2 separate regions of the Pan troglodytes genome follow, and region 2 is linked to region 1. The links are chromatin contacts, called in public HiChIP or PLAC-seq maps. All regions are on one chromosome and are shown on one strand. The core of a region is the stretch at or near the end of the contact, and the rest is flanking DNA. Distances in the headings are between cores, read along the strand shown.

Region 1 (6,719 bases), core at 69-2,568:
CAGGTGATCCGCCCGCCTCGGCCTCCCAAAGTGCTGGGATCACAGGCGTCAGCCACCGCGCCCGGCCTAAAATAATCATTTTTAAAAATCACAATCATAAATGGCAAAACCAGGTTTTTTGCTAATATGATCGAGGTGAAACATCAAGTTAGAAATCCCCTAATTAGCTTTCCGAGTCCTCTAACCTCGCACACTCTAATCTCACCGTTGGGAAATACATGGGGGTAGCAACACTGCAAACGCCTGAAAATATGGTTATCTTTAGAATTTACGAAGATAAATGTGATTAGACACATGTGGAAGAAGTTCAAGAGACTGTAAATGAGGGAGGCCAGGTTTCGCGACTATTAAACCAGGTGGCTTTTTCCTTCAGCATTCCCAGGAGAAGTACGAACGCGACTACAACAGCCGGCACAAATGGGATCATGCCTGAAGTACCCATGGGGCACAGTAGAAAGAGCAGCAGGAAGCCGCAGGTAAGGAGAGGGGATGCCTGTGTGCTTACATGTAAAGAGAGAAGTAAGCCACCTACTCACACTCGTACTTCCTATTGACTGGCGGATACTTGGCCTTGATCGCCTTCTGTTCTTCAGTCAAATTGTAATCTCTAACATCTTCCTCTTCCTGCGCCATGACTGCAGGATTAGACACTCTACTTCCGCCCTTCATCCACCGGACTTCGGCCCGGAATTACTACTTCCGCTCTAGACTCCGCCCCTTGGCGCACACCCTTAAAGGACCACACTCCTTTCTCGGAGTTGGCTGTTGACCTACTTTAGTCCCTACCCTGCCGCTTGGATCGCATATTTAAAAAGCCAAAACCCCATCTTCTGCGCTTCCTTCATTACTAGTTCTTTCCAAAGACTAACGAAAAACGTTGAAGGGCACCTTGAATGAAACCCGTCTGGGTCTGACTGGCGAGGTTTTTTCCCCCGCTTCACCCCCAAAATTGATAATTAGACCCGAAGGCATTCTAGATTTTTCATCTCAGTACTCTGAAAGGGTCGTAAGCTTAATAGCCTTCAAGAAAATGGCTGCCCTCTTGCCGCGGGAGTGTGCGGACCAAACCTCTCTCACGTGACCCTGACCGGGCGCAGTCCCGTCAACGCCGGCGCGCGCAATCGCTGGAAGTCGGCTCGGGGAGGCGTGGGGGGAGGGGCGGAGCGCGCGCCTCGGTCCCCGCGGAAAGCTACTCCGCGCGTCTGGATTGGTCGCGAACGCGGCTTCCCCGCCCATCCCGCCATTAGGAGCGCTCCGATTGGCTGATGTTGGCGCGAAGGTGCGCGAGTCAGCCTTCGCGCTGGGGGCGCAGGAAACAATAGAGGCCGCGCGCACAGAGCGAGCTCTTGCAGCCTCCCCGCCCCTCCTGCAACGCTCGACCCCAGGATTCCCCCGGCTCGCCTGTCCGCCATGGCCGACAAGGAAGGTGAGGGTGCCGGGGCCGACCCAGGAGGGCAGTGGGTGCCTGGGCTGAGCCGCGGCCTCGACATGGCCTAACAGTGAGGGCAGGCCCGAGTTTGCCGAGTGCAGTCCCCGGTACTGAAGGCGTGAAGAGGGAACTCCCCGTGGGGCGGGCTAACGGCTCGCCAGTTCCCTGGGACCGATTTCGGTCGCAGCTGGCGAAGCCAGCGGTGGGGCCCCCGGCCAGTGTTTGTTTCTCTTCCTGCCTCCGATATCGGTTTCTCGGCCTCTGTCCCGAGCGTGGGGACACCGCTTCCTACCCACAAGGCTCGGAGCTCGGGCCTCCTCGTCCGGCTTGTGAGTTTCGGCGCGCGCGAGCGTGCTCCGAAGGCCTGGCTGGCCCCGTGGCCTGGAACGGGTAACGGAGTGTTTGGCGGGGATGGCCCGAGGAGTTTCGGCGCCGCGAAAGTGGAGAGTGTGCATGCCTCTGCCGTGGGGATTTAGACAAATCACCTCCATTTCATGGTTAGGATGTAGGAGTCATGCAGGTGGCTTTGCAGAGGATTACTCGGTTTCCGTTTGTTTGCTAACTTAAATTTGTTTTTAAAAATTTTAGCAGCCTTCGACGACGCAGTGGAAGAACGAGTGATCAACGAGGAATACAAAATATGGAAAAAGAACACCCCTTTTCTTTATGATTTGGTGATGACCCATGCTCTGGAGTGGCCCAGCCTAACTGCCCAGTGGCTTCCAGATGTAACCAGGTGACATGACTCTCCCGAACGTTATTTTGATGTATTTTCAGTGTAGATTTCTCATTGATTTTCTTTTTTCCGCTCTTCAGTCACCCGGAGAAGGCATGTGATCAAAACCTCTTGGTGACATTTTTTCTAGGCCACAAAGTAAGGCAAAATAACAAAATGATTTTGTAACTTACCTGACAAGAGAAAACATATTGGCGTTTTTTTCTCAATACTGAATTAAATAGCTGTAGCTGATGATAATACCTGTAATAATAGTGGCTGTACCAAATAATAGTACAAAACTTGTCAACTTTCAAAAAGTATTATGGCCAGGAGCAGTGGCTCACACTTGGAATCTGAGCACTTTGGGAGGCCCAGGCAGGAGGCTTACTTGAGGCCAGGAGTTGGAGACCAGCCCTGGGAATACCCCCGTCTCTACTGCCCCCCACACAAAAAAAGAAAAAAGTATTACTATGAGTCTAGTCCTTACAACAAAACTTTTTTGTTTTTCTTTTTGAGACGGAGTCTCACTCTATTGTCCAGGCTGGAGTGCAGTGGCGCGAGCTCGACTCACTGCAACCTCTGCCTCCCAGATTCGAGCGATTCTCCTGCCTAAGCCCTCCCAAGTAGCTGGGATTACAGGCACCTGCCACCACACCTGGCTAAATTTTTTTGTTTTTTTAGTAGAGACGGGGTTTTACCATGTGGGACAGGCTGGTCTCCAACCCCCTGACCTCTGGTGATCCGCCCGCCTCTGCCTCCCAAAGTGCCGGGATTACAGGCGTGAGCCACTGCACCTGGCCTCAACAAAACTTAATTTGAATTCTCGTAGTATGTCATGGTACCTGCCTTCAAGGAGCACATTGTCTAGTTGAAGTGGCAGATATAAACTAATAATTATAGTTATATATGGTGACAGCAGTTGTAGAGAGATAATTAGGGTACCTAGAAAACACCTGAAGGTGGAATGGCTTTCTTATAAGGGGTTTGGGCATAATGAGGGCTATAAAGATTAATACCATGTTTCTTACGTGTAGGTAGCTTATCTCTAGTAGAGGGGATAAAATAGTTTGCATTTATTGGGGCTGTATTTGGTGCTACATATCGGGGATCCAAATTAGTTATAATTAGCATAAAAGTGGTACAGATAAAATTATCAGAGGAAGGAAAATTTGCCTCAATTTGCCTCATTTCTTAGGAAGAAATGACAATGCAAAAAACAAAGAGGAGGGTAAATTTAGATGATATTAACATAGTTTTAACAAGACCATTGTGCCATTTGGAATAATGGATTTTCTGGTACAAAACTAAGTTTTCTGAATAACATTCAAAAGCGATTGTGTGCTAAGTAAATTCCTTCAAAACTTGGATCTTTAAAAGTTAAGATAATTGCAAAATGTTATTAGACTATGATGTAGCTCAACAAATGATAGAAATTTCGCAGAAATTATACTAGTAACTTAAGAATGAGGCTGCTACCTTTACAGTGGCATAAGGAAAAATAGGGAAATGTGTCCTAGGGATGTTACACAAAACCATAGTAAAAACCTAGAAATTGGGAGTTAGAAGCTGCTTTGTGTTTTGTTTTTTTTGAGACGGAGTCTCGCTCTGTTGCCCAGGCTGGAGTGCAGTCACGTGATCTCCGCTGACTGCAAGCTCCGCCTCCCGGGTTCACGCCATTTTCCTGCCTCAGCTTCCCAAGTAGCTGGGACTACAGGCGCCGGCCACTACCCCTGGCTAATTTTTTGTATTTTTAGTAGAGCCGGGGTTTCACCGTGTTAGCCAGGATGGTCTCAATCTCCTGACCTCATGATCCACCCGCCTCGGCCTTCCAAAGTGCTGGGATTACAGGCGTGAGCCACCGCGCCCGGCCTAGAAGCTTCTTTATCATGACCAGGAGTTCCCACATGCAATTGATCATCAGAATTGCTTGGGGAATTCAGGATAATTGGAATCATTTCTGTCAAGAGTTTTCAGTGGTAATTCAAACCATTTAAGAACTTGTGGGCTGGTCATGGTGGCTCACACGTGTAATCCCAGCACTTTGGGAGGCTGAGGCAGGCAGATTGCTTGAGGCCAGGAGTTCCAGACCAGCCTGGGCAACATGGTGAAAAGCCCGTCTCTACTGAAATTACAAATATTATCCGGGCATGGTGGTGCGTACCTGTTAGTCCCAGCTCCTCGGCGGGGGCTGAGGCAGGAGGATCACCTGAGCCTTGGGAGGTCAAGGCTGCATTGAGCTGTGATCCTGCTACTGCACTCCAGCCTGAGCTAGGGATTGCCACCCTGTCTCAAAGAAAAAGAACTTGTGGCAGAGTACTTAATGAGAAGTGTACTGGAATGGTGATTCCACATTTATTATAGTCATATGCTAAATTGTGCTTATTGGACTAGTGGATCACAAATATTGGCCATCCCATACCCACTAAACATTCTAGAACCCCTACTTTTCAGAAACTTCCCAAGTAATATAATAGAATGACTAGCTAGGTTACGAAAGCAAGAATTAAAGACTTAATTCCCCAAGGCTGAAATCTGTACTGTCATCTTAGTAGTTTTCTGCATTAGCAAATCTAGATAAATAATGTGAGAATTGTTTTTTGTTGTTGTTGCTGTTTTGAGACGGAGGACGGAGTTTCACTCTTGTTACTCATACTGGAGTGCAGTGGCATGATCTCAGCTCACTGCAACCTCCGCCTCCTGGGTTCAATCGATTCTCCTGCCCCAGCCTCCCAAGTAGCTGGGATTATACAGGCACCTGCCACCACGCCCAGCTAATTTTTTGTATTTTTAGTAGAGATGGGGTTTCACCATGTTATCCAGGCTGGTCTCGAACTCCTGACCTCGGGTAATCCACCCACTTCGGCCTCCCAAAGTGCTGGGATTACAGGCGTGAGCCAGTGCACCTGGCTGAAAATTGTTTTTGAGACAGGATCTTGCTCTGTTGCCCAGACTGGGTTGCAGTGGCACAATCAGAGTTCCCTGCAGCCTTGACCTCCTGGGCCAAGGAATCCTCCTGCCTCAGCCTCTGGAATAGTTGGGACTACAGGCACACGCTACCATACCTGGCTAATTTTTGAAAAATTTTTTTGCTATGTTGTCCAGACTGTTCTTTAACTTCTGGGCTCCAGTGATCCTCCCACTTTGACCTCCCAAAGTGCTGGGATTACAGACATGAGCCACCGTGCCTGGCCCTGTTTTTGTTTTTTAAGATGAGGATTACTTACAAGCAAGCAGCCCTGATGCAGTGTTTACTTTTGTGTGTGTTCTTTTTCTGGTGTTTACCCAGATCCGTTTCCCCCCTTTAAAAAGAAAGAAAAACCACGGTTGTAGTTCTGTAACACTGTCCTCTCCTTCATTCTTTTTCTGGTTCTTGTCTAACCTTCTACATACAGGTAATTCCAATTTTCTGTTCATATCTCTCTTCATTTCTTTTCAGTGTAATGTAGAAGCTCTCAAAGCTTTGCCTGTGACATCTGTGCAGAAGAATTCCTATTGATATCTTTAGACCTAACTTCTCCAGAGCTTTTCCTGATTTTTCTTCTGCCTGCCCGTGTCTTCCCTGGTATATCTTACTGGCTTCCCCAGTTTGACATGTTGTAAATGGAATTATTCCTTACGTGAAGGCCTTACCCCAACTTTCTCTCCTGTTGTTCCTATTTCTTTTCATCATAATTGGCTTTAGTTTGACATTTTCTCTTTCTCCATTTTATAGGCAGTCAATTTATAAACCCCAGTGAATTCTGGTTGTGTAGCATCTTTCCCATCTAGGCCAGGGGTTCTCAAAAGTTTATATGCATCATAATCAGCTGGAGGTACTGTGAAACAGTTAGTTGTGCCCCACCTTCTAGAGTTTCTGATTCAATGGGTCTGGAGTAGATGTGAGAATTTGCGTTTCTAACAAGTTCCCAGATGATGTGGATGCCCTTGACCCAGTGTGGAGTACAGAATGCCTTAAGACGGCATTCAGAACACTAAATAGTCAGTTTTAATCGGCCTTCTCTCCCACTGTGCTTTCCCATATCAGAAGTCAGATTTGGGCTTCAGCATACTTGTTACTTAGTAGCTGTGTGATCTTAGGCAAATTGTTTAATTTTCTTTCTTTTATTTATTTTTTTCTTTTTTGAGACAGGAAGTAGTCTTTCTCTGTCACCCAGGCTGGAGTGCAGTAACATGATCTCTGCTCACTGCAGCCTCCGCCTTTCGGGTTCAAGCGATTCTTGTGCCTCAGCCTCCCAAGTAGCTGGGATTAGCCAGCCGCCGGTTTTTTTTGTTTTGTTTGTTTGTTTTTTGAGACAGAGTCTTGCTCTTTCGCCCAGGCTGGAGTGCAGTGGCACCGTCTTGGCTCACTGCAACCTCTGCCTCCTGGGTTCAAGCAGTTCTCCTGTCGCAGCCTCCTGAGTAGCTAGGACTACAGGCACCGCCACCACACCCGGCTAATTTTTGTATTTTTAGTAGAGACGGGGTTTCACCATGTTGGTCAGGCTGGTCTCGAATTCCTGACCTCAATTAATCCACCCTCTTCGGCCTCCCAAAGTGCTGGGATTACAGGCGTGAGCCACCATGCCTGGCCCA
Region 2 (7,364 bases), core at 2,642-5,141, 190 kb before region 1:
GTCTTGCTCTGTTGCCCAGGGTGGAGTGCAGTGGCAGCATCTCTGCTCACTGTAACCTCTGCCTCCTGGGTTCAAGCGATTCTCGTGCCTCAGCCTCCCGAATAGCTGGGACTACAAGTGCGTGCTACCATGCCTGGCTAATTTTTTTGTATTTTTATTAGAGAGGCGTTTCATGTTGGCCAGGCTGGTCTCAAACACCTGACCTCAGGTGATCCACCTTCCTTGGTCTCCCAAAGTGCTAGGATTGCAAGCGTGAGCCACTGCGCCTAGCCTAATTTTTGTATTTTTAGTGGGGGGTGGTTTTGCGATGTTGGTCAGGCTAGTCTCGAACTACTGACCTCAGGTGATCCACCTGCCTCGTTCTCCTAGTGCTGGGATTATAGGCAAAAGCCACTGCACCCAGCCAGCAATTTTTAATTCTCTATTTTTTGCTCTGGAGGTCCTAAGTTTTAGATTCAGTGACACATTGCTGTGCCATTCATGCTGCTGGGTACTGTCGATTAGCAGTCAGCATCCATTCCCATCTCCTTCTAGTGTCCTTTCCTATGCTGCAGAATCTGGAGAGTTAAAATGTCATGGCCAGGATTTGGAAATGAAGTGGAGGCCACCCGCCTGCTGCTTGCTGCTGAAGTGTGGCAGCAGAGGTATGAGGTGTGTCTGCAGCAGGGTTGCAGGGTCCAGTCACTAGCCATGTAGGGGTCGAGAGGCTGTTTCAGGGGCAGCAATAGTGATGGTGACTTCCAATCCCTTAATCACAGCCACAACAGTGTGTTGTTGAGCTTAACAGGTACAGTGGTGATGTCCTGATTTCTTACCTTCCTGATTGCAGCAAAAATGGGTAGCTACCCTGGTGGAACAGTTTGGAGTCATCCCTGCAGAGTCATTCTCTAGCCTCCCTGATAATTTGTATTACTTAATTCCTTATATGAATTCTTTTCTGTTTAAACTAGCCAGGTTGCTTTTTGCTTAAACTAGCCAGGTTAGTTTTAACTGAACCTTGAAAAATATACTGAAGTTCAGAGCATCTAACACTAAAGGTTGTGCTGGTCTTGGTGGCGAGAGTAAGTCCCACAGCAGACCACATCAGATCTAGAGATCATAAGGCCTCTAAACATTTCCTATGCCTAGTTGTCAGGGGCATGTCCTATGCAGGCCACCCCAAAAAGCCCTTTTACGTTAGCAGTCTGGAATGTTACTAGGTCATCCAGTACAGGTTGCGTGTGCCATAGTCATAAAATTTGGGACCTGAAGCTTGGAGCCTGGATGCAGGAGATGTGGAATGAATACTAGGGTAAGTTCCAGGTACAGTCATAATTAAGGTGAAGGCATCAATGACATGACTTCCCAGGTAAGAAGATACAAAAGGCTGAGCCCAGAGAAGCTTGGTGCTCCTCACTTCTGATGCTTTCTCTGCTGCCATGATGATCAAAAGTCCTCAGCACCCGAGCTGGCCTTCGGGAACCGGGTGGCAAGGACAGCCACACTAACAGGAAAGATGTAACTGCTGCTGTCCCTCTCCGGGTATCCAGCTTTACAAGAAATAGGTAAACTACTTTTCTTTGATAGATAGTACAGTGGTGTTTGGCTGACATTTTACCTTCTAAAATTATTGAGTTATCTTTAGAGTGAACTGCAATTACATTTTTGACAAGCTCTAAAATATATCCTAAACAAACCCCTCCATCTCTACCACCTCTACCCTATCCCCAGTTATCAGCATCTATCAGCAGGGGAGAGATCATATCTTATCTCTTCCCTGCTTAAGATCCTTCGAAGGTGTCCCTTCACATTCATAAGAAAAAATCCAAACTCCTTAAGGTGGCCTACAAATTCCTACATAATCTGGCCTTTGCTTCTCTATCCATTCATATTTCCTGTCGCTTGGACTGGCTACATAATTTGTGGGTTCCAATGCAAAATGAAAATGCAGAGCTCCTTGTTCAAAAACTACTAAGAATTTTAAGAGGGCAATGGCAGAGCATTAAACCAGGCATCAGCCCTTTCTTTTTTTTTTTAATTTTTAAAATATTTATTTAGATTTTCTTTTTGTTAGTAATTAAATCTTCTTCTTCTTCCTCTTCTTCTTCTTCTCCTTCTCCTTCCTCTTCCTCTTCTTCTTCTTCTTCCCTCTTCCCTCTCTCCTCCTCCTCCTCCTCCTCTCCTTGAAACAGTGCAGTGGCACAATCTCAGCTCACTGCAACCTCCACCTTCCAGGTTCAAGTGGTTCTCATGCCTCAGCCTCCCAAGTAGCTGGGATTACAGGTATGTGTCACCATGCTCAGCTAATTTTTGTATTTTTAGTAGACACTGGGTTTTGCCATGTTGGCCAGGCTGGTCTCAAGTGATCCGCCTGCCTCAGCCTCCCAAAGTGCTGGGATTACAGGTGTAAGCCACCGCACCTGGCTCTTTTTTTGTTTTGTTTTGTTAAGTAAAAAACCTCACCTGGAAGCACCAGCCCTTTCTGAGTGTGCGGCCCTGTGCCACTGCATGGGTTGCATGCCCATTAAGCTGGTCTACCTGCCATCCACTTCCTCAACCCAATGGCATTCTCCTGTTTCTTAGATATGTACCAACCGGTTTTCTGTTTTATCTTAGCATGGCTCACTACTCCTCATCAGGGTCTGTCAGCGAAGGGGGTAGCGTTTTTTTCTGTTTTTTTTTTTTTTTTTTTTTTTTTTTTGAGACAGAGTCTTGCTCTGCTGCTCAGGCTGGAGTGCAGTGGCCAGATCTCCACTCACTGCAATCTCTTTGGTTCAAGCCATTCTCCTGCCTCAGCCTCCCAAGTAGCTGGGATTACTGGCCCACGCCTGGCTAATTTTTGTATTTTTAGTAGAGATGGGGTTTCACCATGTTGGCCAGGCTGGTCTCGAACTCCTGACCTCAGGTGATCCACCCGCCACCACTCCAGCCTGGGCAACAGAGTCTGAGGCTCCGTCTCAAAAAAAAAAAAAAAAAAAAAAAAAAAAAGTCATACTGGCATAGAGTGAACCCCTAATCCAATATGACTGGTATCCTTATAAAAATACTTTTTTTTTGGAGACGGAGTCTCTCTCTGTCGCCCCAGGCTGGAGTGCAGTGGCGCGATCTCGACTCACTGCAACCAAAAGGAGACATTTTGACATGGAGACATATACAGGGAATATACCCTGTGAACATGAAGATGGCCATATGCAAGCCCAGGAGAGAAGCCTGGAAGAGACCGTTTCCTCACAGTGCTCAAAAGGAACGAACCCTGCCAACATCTTGCTTTCAGATGCCCCCAGGATTGTCAGACAATAAGATCTGTTATTGACGCCACCGGGTTGGTGATACTTAGGTACAGCAGCCCTAGCAAACGAATACACCCCCATTAGAACTAAGCTCCCTGAGAGCGGTAAGCTGCCTTGTCTTGCTCACAGCTGACAAGAACACGCCTGTACGGTCACTTAGCACCTAGTACTGCCATTTAGCCGTTTCACTAGTATGTATGAACCGGAGAGCCTGTCAAGGGAAGAGCTGAATCTTTTATCTTTTGTAACGACTACCCAGTGAAAGAAACCGCGGGTATGCAATAAAAACCTGTTGAATCGATTAAACCATTTCACTTATTTCCAGATTTTTGCGGACAGCGCCAGTAGGTGAAATATGTGCGGACTGATGAGTCACAGCTCTTATTCCCTGGGCTGCATTAATACCCACGACGTGCTTTTCGCTCTCCAGACAAAGAGACCGGTACTTGGCAGGTCCCTCAAGTGGGACTCAAAAGACCGAACCGAGCTGCAGCCTTTCGCTAGCACTGGTCCTCGCCCCTTTTGGCATCTTGGTACTTGTAGTTTTGTCCACTCTATCTTTACCCGAAAAGCCAGCGCTGAGACCACAACTCCCATCACCCTGCGAGCACCGGCGCCTTCAGAGCGCATCCTCCGAGGGGCACCAGCGCCATTGACCACCCTGCTGGCCGAAGGGCCCGCCTTCCCGAGGCCAGGCGCTCCCGCGATTGGCCAGCCGCCCCGCCTCTCATCGGAGGGCGCCAGGTGAATGAAAGGGGGGCGTGTCGGTGCGCGGAGCTCCGTGGCTGCGCTGCCGGAACCCGCTGGAAGGTGAGCGCGAAGAAGCGGGTTGGCGCTGCCGCTTTCGTTGGTTTGGGGCGGATTCCTAGCACCCGGGAGGCTGGCCGGAGATTGGGGTTAGCGGGCAGGGTTGCCCCCACTCAGTCATCCTCCTTCGGACCGCTTGGCCCTGGCAACTCCTGGGCCCTCCGCCCCGCGAGCCCTTCCAGCGTGGGGAGGGGCAGGCGCCGCCGTGGGCCCCCAGCTTCCCTGTCATTGGGTGTCCTCCGCGTCGTCCAGCCGGGGGTCGCGGCGCCGACTACTTCCACGGTGAATGGTGCCCAGGCGTGGGGGGCTCGGCCACACTGGAGAAGTGCCAGCGGCAGCGATGGCCACTTTGTCCGCGGGAGGCCATGGGAGGGGCTAGGCCTTGGGGCCCCACCCTCGGGGGCCGTGCCCTGTAGCTGGTTCTGGTGGCCTCTCTGCAGGTCGTCTGATGCTGGACGGGGGAGGGTCTGTCTTGCAAGCAGTTTAGATGCAGTTGACCCTGAAATTCTTCGCATGGAAATGGAAACTTCTCCAGTGTCCTTCTCCTCCGATCCATGCCTAAAAGAAAGGAGTGACTTCCCCAACCTGTCGCATCGTGTCCTGGAGGGTTTGAGGAGGCCGGTTAGCATAGTGGTTAAGGATGTCAACCCGGGAGTCAGTCGGATCTCTGTTCTATTACTAACTTGGTGATGTTATCTGCATCTTTGAATCTCAGTTCCTCCTCTGAAAAAGAGGATGTAGTTAAGAGTATCTGTCGCACTGGATTATTGTGAGGTGAAAACTAATGTGCTTGTAAAAGCCAGGCATGGTGGCGTGCACCTGTAGTCCCTGCTACTCGGGAAGCTAAGGTCGGGAGGATCTCTTGAGCCCAGGAGTTCCAGGCTGCATTGAGGTAGGATCGTGCACTCCAGCCTGGGCAACCGAGCAAGACCGTGCCTTTTAAAAATTTTAATTTAAAAAGTAAAATGAATATGCTTGTACTTTGTACAGTGTTTTATAAGGAATAGTGCTTAATATTTACTAAAATTGAGGAGCAGGTTTTTGTTATTCTCAGGTTGGTGGGACTGGAGGAGTCTTGTCAGAAAGGGTCGGGGGTGGAATTCAAGGCTGCTTTTGGCCTCTGAACAGAGACAGTTGTGTGATCTGTCTAGGACTCCGTCAAGGGTATATGAGAGTTTGTATTGCAGGTAGTTGTGTTGGCATCTGCTGTCTCCTGGAGGACAGGCACTATACTTGGTTCATTTTTCTATTCCTGGCATCTTCCTTGTGTCAGGCATTGTATGTAGCCGGTAACCGTTGAATTGAGTTGGAACCGTGGGATGGTTGGGAGGTTCCCTGCCAGAGTGCGGATAAATGTGCTTCTGAGAGCAGTCTGCCCTAAGAGCTGCTCTTCTGGGATGAGTGGTGATCCTCAGCACTTCCCGGGGCAGCAGAGCACTTCAGGCAAATGGGGGTGATATAAATAAATATTTACACAATATATACCAAGTACAGGATTGGGGAAAATTTTGAAGAAAATACTATACGGATAGACTTTTGCAACGTCAGGAAGTAGAATAAAAATAATTGCAATAGAATAAAAAATAATTTCAGTAAGAAAGCCAAAAGAAATTGGTTTTAGGTGCTATTTCTGGAAATGAGGCTTTTCCAGTGAAAGACGGAAGTGCCCTGGGAAGAGCCCCTATAGATCAGACCATACTACAAGTTAAGAAGTGTTGTGCGTACTTACATATTTATCTACCTGGCTTACCAACTCCTTACCCCTCTGCCCTGCCTCCTTTTTTTCTTAGTTAACAAAGAAAAAAGCCAAGGCAGAAGGATCACTTGAGTCCAGGAGTTCGAGACCATTGAGACCAGCCAGGGCAACATAGTGAGACCCCATCTCTACAAAAAAATGTTTTCAGAATTAGCTGAGTGTGGTGCTGCATGCCTGTAGTCACAGCTACTCGGGAGGCTGAGGTAGGAGGATTGCTTGAGCCTGGGAGGTCGAGGCGGCAGTGAACTGTGATCATGGACTGCACTCCAACCTGGGTAACAAAGTGAGACCCCGTCTCAAAAGAAAAGAAAAGCAATACATGCACATAGTAAAACATTCTATCAGAAAGGTTTAAAATGAAAGGTGAAAGTCCCTCCACACACTTCTTGTGTTTTTTTTTTTTTTGAGATGGAGTCTCACACTATCGCCCAGGCTGGAGTGCAGTGGCACAATCTCTGCTCACTGCAACCTCCGCCTCCACCGCCTTCTGGGTTCAAGTGATTCTCCTGCCTCAGCCTCCCGAGTAGCTGGGATTACAGGTGCCCGCCACCATGCCCAGCTAATTTTTTTGTATTTTTAGTAGAGACGGGGTTTCACTACGTTGGCCAGGCTGGTCTCGAACTCCTGACCCCAGGTGATCTACTCACCTTGGCCTCCCAAAGTGCTGGGATTACAAGTGTGAGCCACCACACCCGGCCCCAAGTGGATTTTAAACTTGGTTTATAGTTTATCTACTAAGCAGTTAAGAAATGAATATTCCTTTTTTGCTTAACAAATCTATTTTGTCCAAAGCACTCTGCCAGATACTGTAAGGGATATAAAATTGAATAAGACATGGCTCATGCTTTCAAAGGGCTTGTAGTTCATTGACAGAGAAGGGCCAGGACATAAATAATAAACAGGAGTTAACCAAGGGTAGTGGAATCAGTCAGTTAGGAGTCTCCCAGTTGCATGAAATAGAAAACTCAACTCAGAGGCCAGGTGTGGTGTCTCACACCTGTAACCCCAGCACTTTAGGAGGCCGAGGGGGGCAGATCACTTGAGGCCAGGAGTTCGAGACCAGCCTGGGCAACATGGCAAAACCCTGTCTCTACCAAAAGTACAAAAAAAATTAGCCTGGCGTGGGGGTGGGTACCTGTAGTCCCAGCTACTCGGGAGGCTGAGGTAGGATGATTACTTTAGCCAGGGAGGCAGAGTTCAGAGTGGGCCGAGATCACACCACTGCACTCCAGCCTGGGTGACAGAGTGAGACCCCATCCCCCATCTCAAAAAATAATAATAATAATATTTAAAAAAGAAAACCCAACTCAGACCAGCTAAACCAAAAAGGAACTTAATTGGCTTCTGGCACTGCTTGAGTTGGGGCTCCAATGTTGTCCCCAGGCTCCATCAGCCTGAGCTGGGCTGTCATCTTTGTTAGGCTGACTTCCCTGGTGGTATGGCAGCAACATCCCTCACATCCTGCATCCCACAGAGCAAAGAGTGCTCTTTTTTGAAATTCCAGCAAATGTTTCATTGCTTTTCATTGGCTC

What was found. HiChIP or PLAC-seq counts read pairs in DNA pulled down with a chosen protein or histone mark.
Region 2: an H3K4me3 HiChIP or PLAC-seq map of stem cell-derived excitatory neurons shows a contact between it and region 1, with 2.7 times the contacts expected there. The contact joins the promoter of ZBTB8B here to the promoter of RBBP4 in region 1. A contact is called at or near these places in 1 of 7 Hi-C or Micro-C datasets (stem cell-derived neural progenitor cells) and 1 of 1 datasets of contacts at active chromatin or transcription factors (stem cell-derived excitatory neurons).

The regions. Positions count from the first base shown.
Region 1 is chr1:198,310,581-198,317,299 of NHGRI_mPanTro3-v2.0_pri, reverse strand. It overlaps RBBP4 (RB binding protein 4, chromatin remodeling factor), which reads left to right and starts at 1,318. Exons shown (of 12, transcript NM_001246374.1): 1 at 1,318-1,426; 2 at 2,018-2,165. The coding sequence starts at 1,411. It overlaps ZBTB8OS (zinc finger and BTB domain containing 8 opposite strand), which reads right to left and starts at 1,782. Exons shown (of 7, transcript XM_063783364.1): 1 at 1,722-1,782.
Region 2 is chr1:198,502,689-198,510,052 of NHGRI_mPanTro3-v2.0_pri, reverse strand. It overlaps ZBTB8B (zinc finger and BTB domain containing 8B), which reads left to right and starts at 3,891. Exons shown (of 4, transcript XM_524650.8): 1 at 3,891-4,079.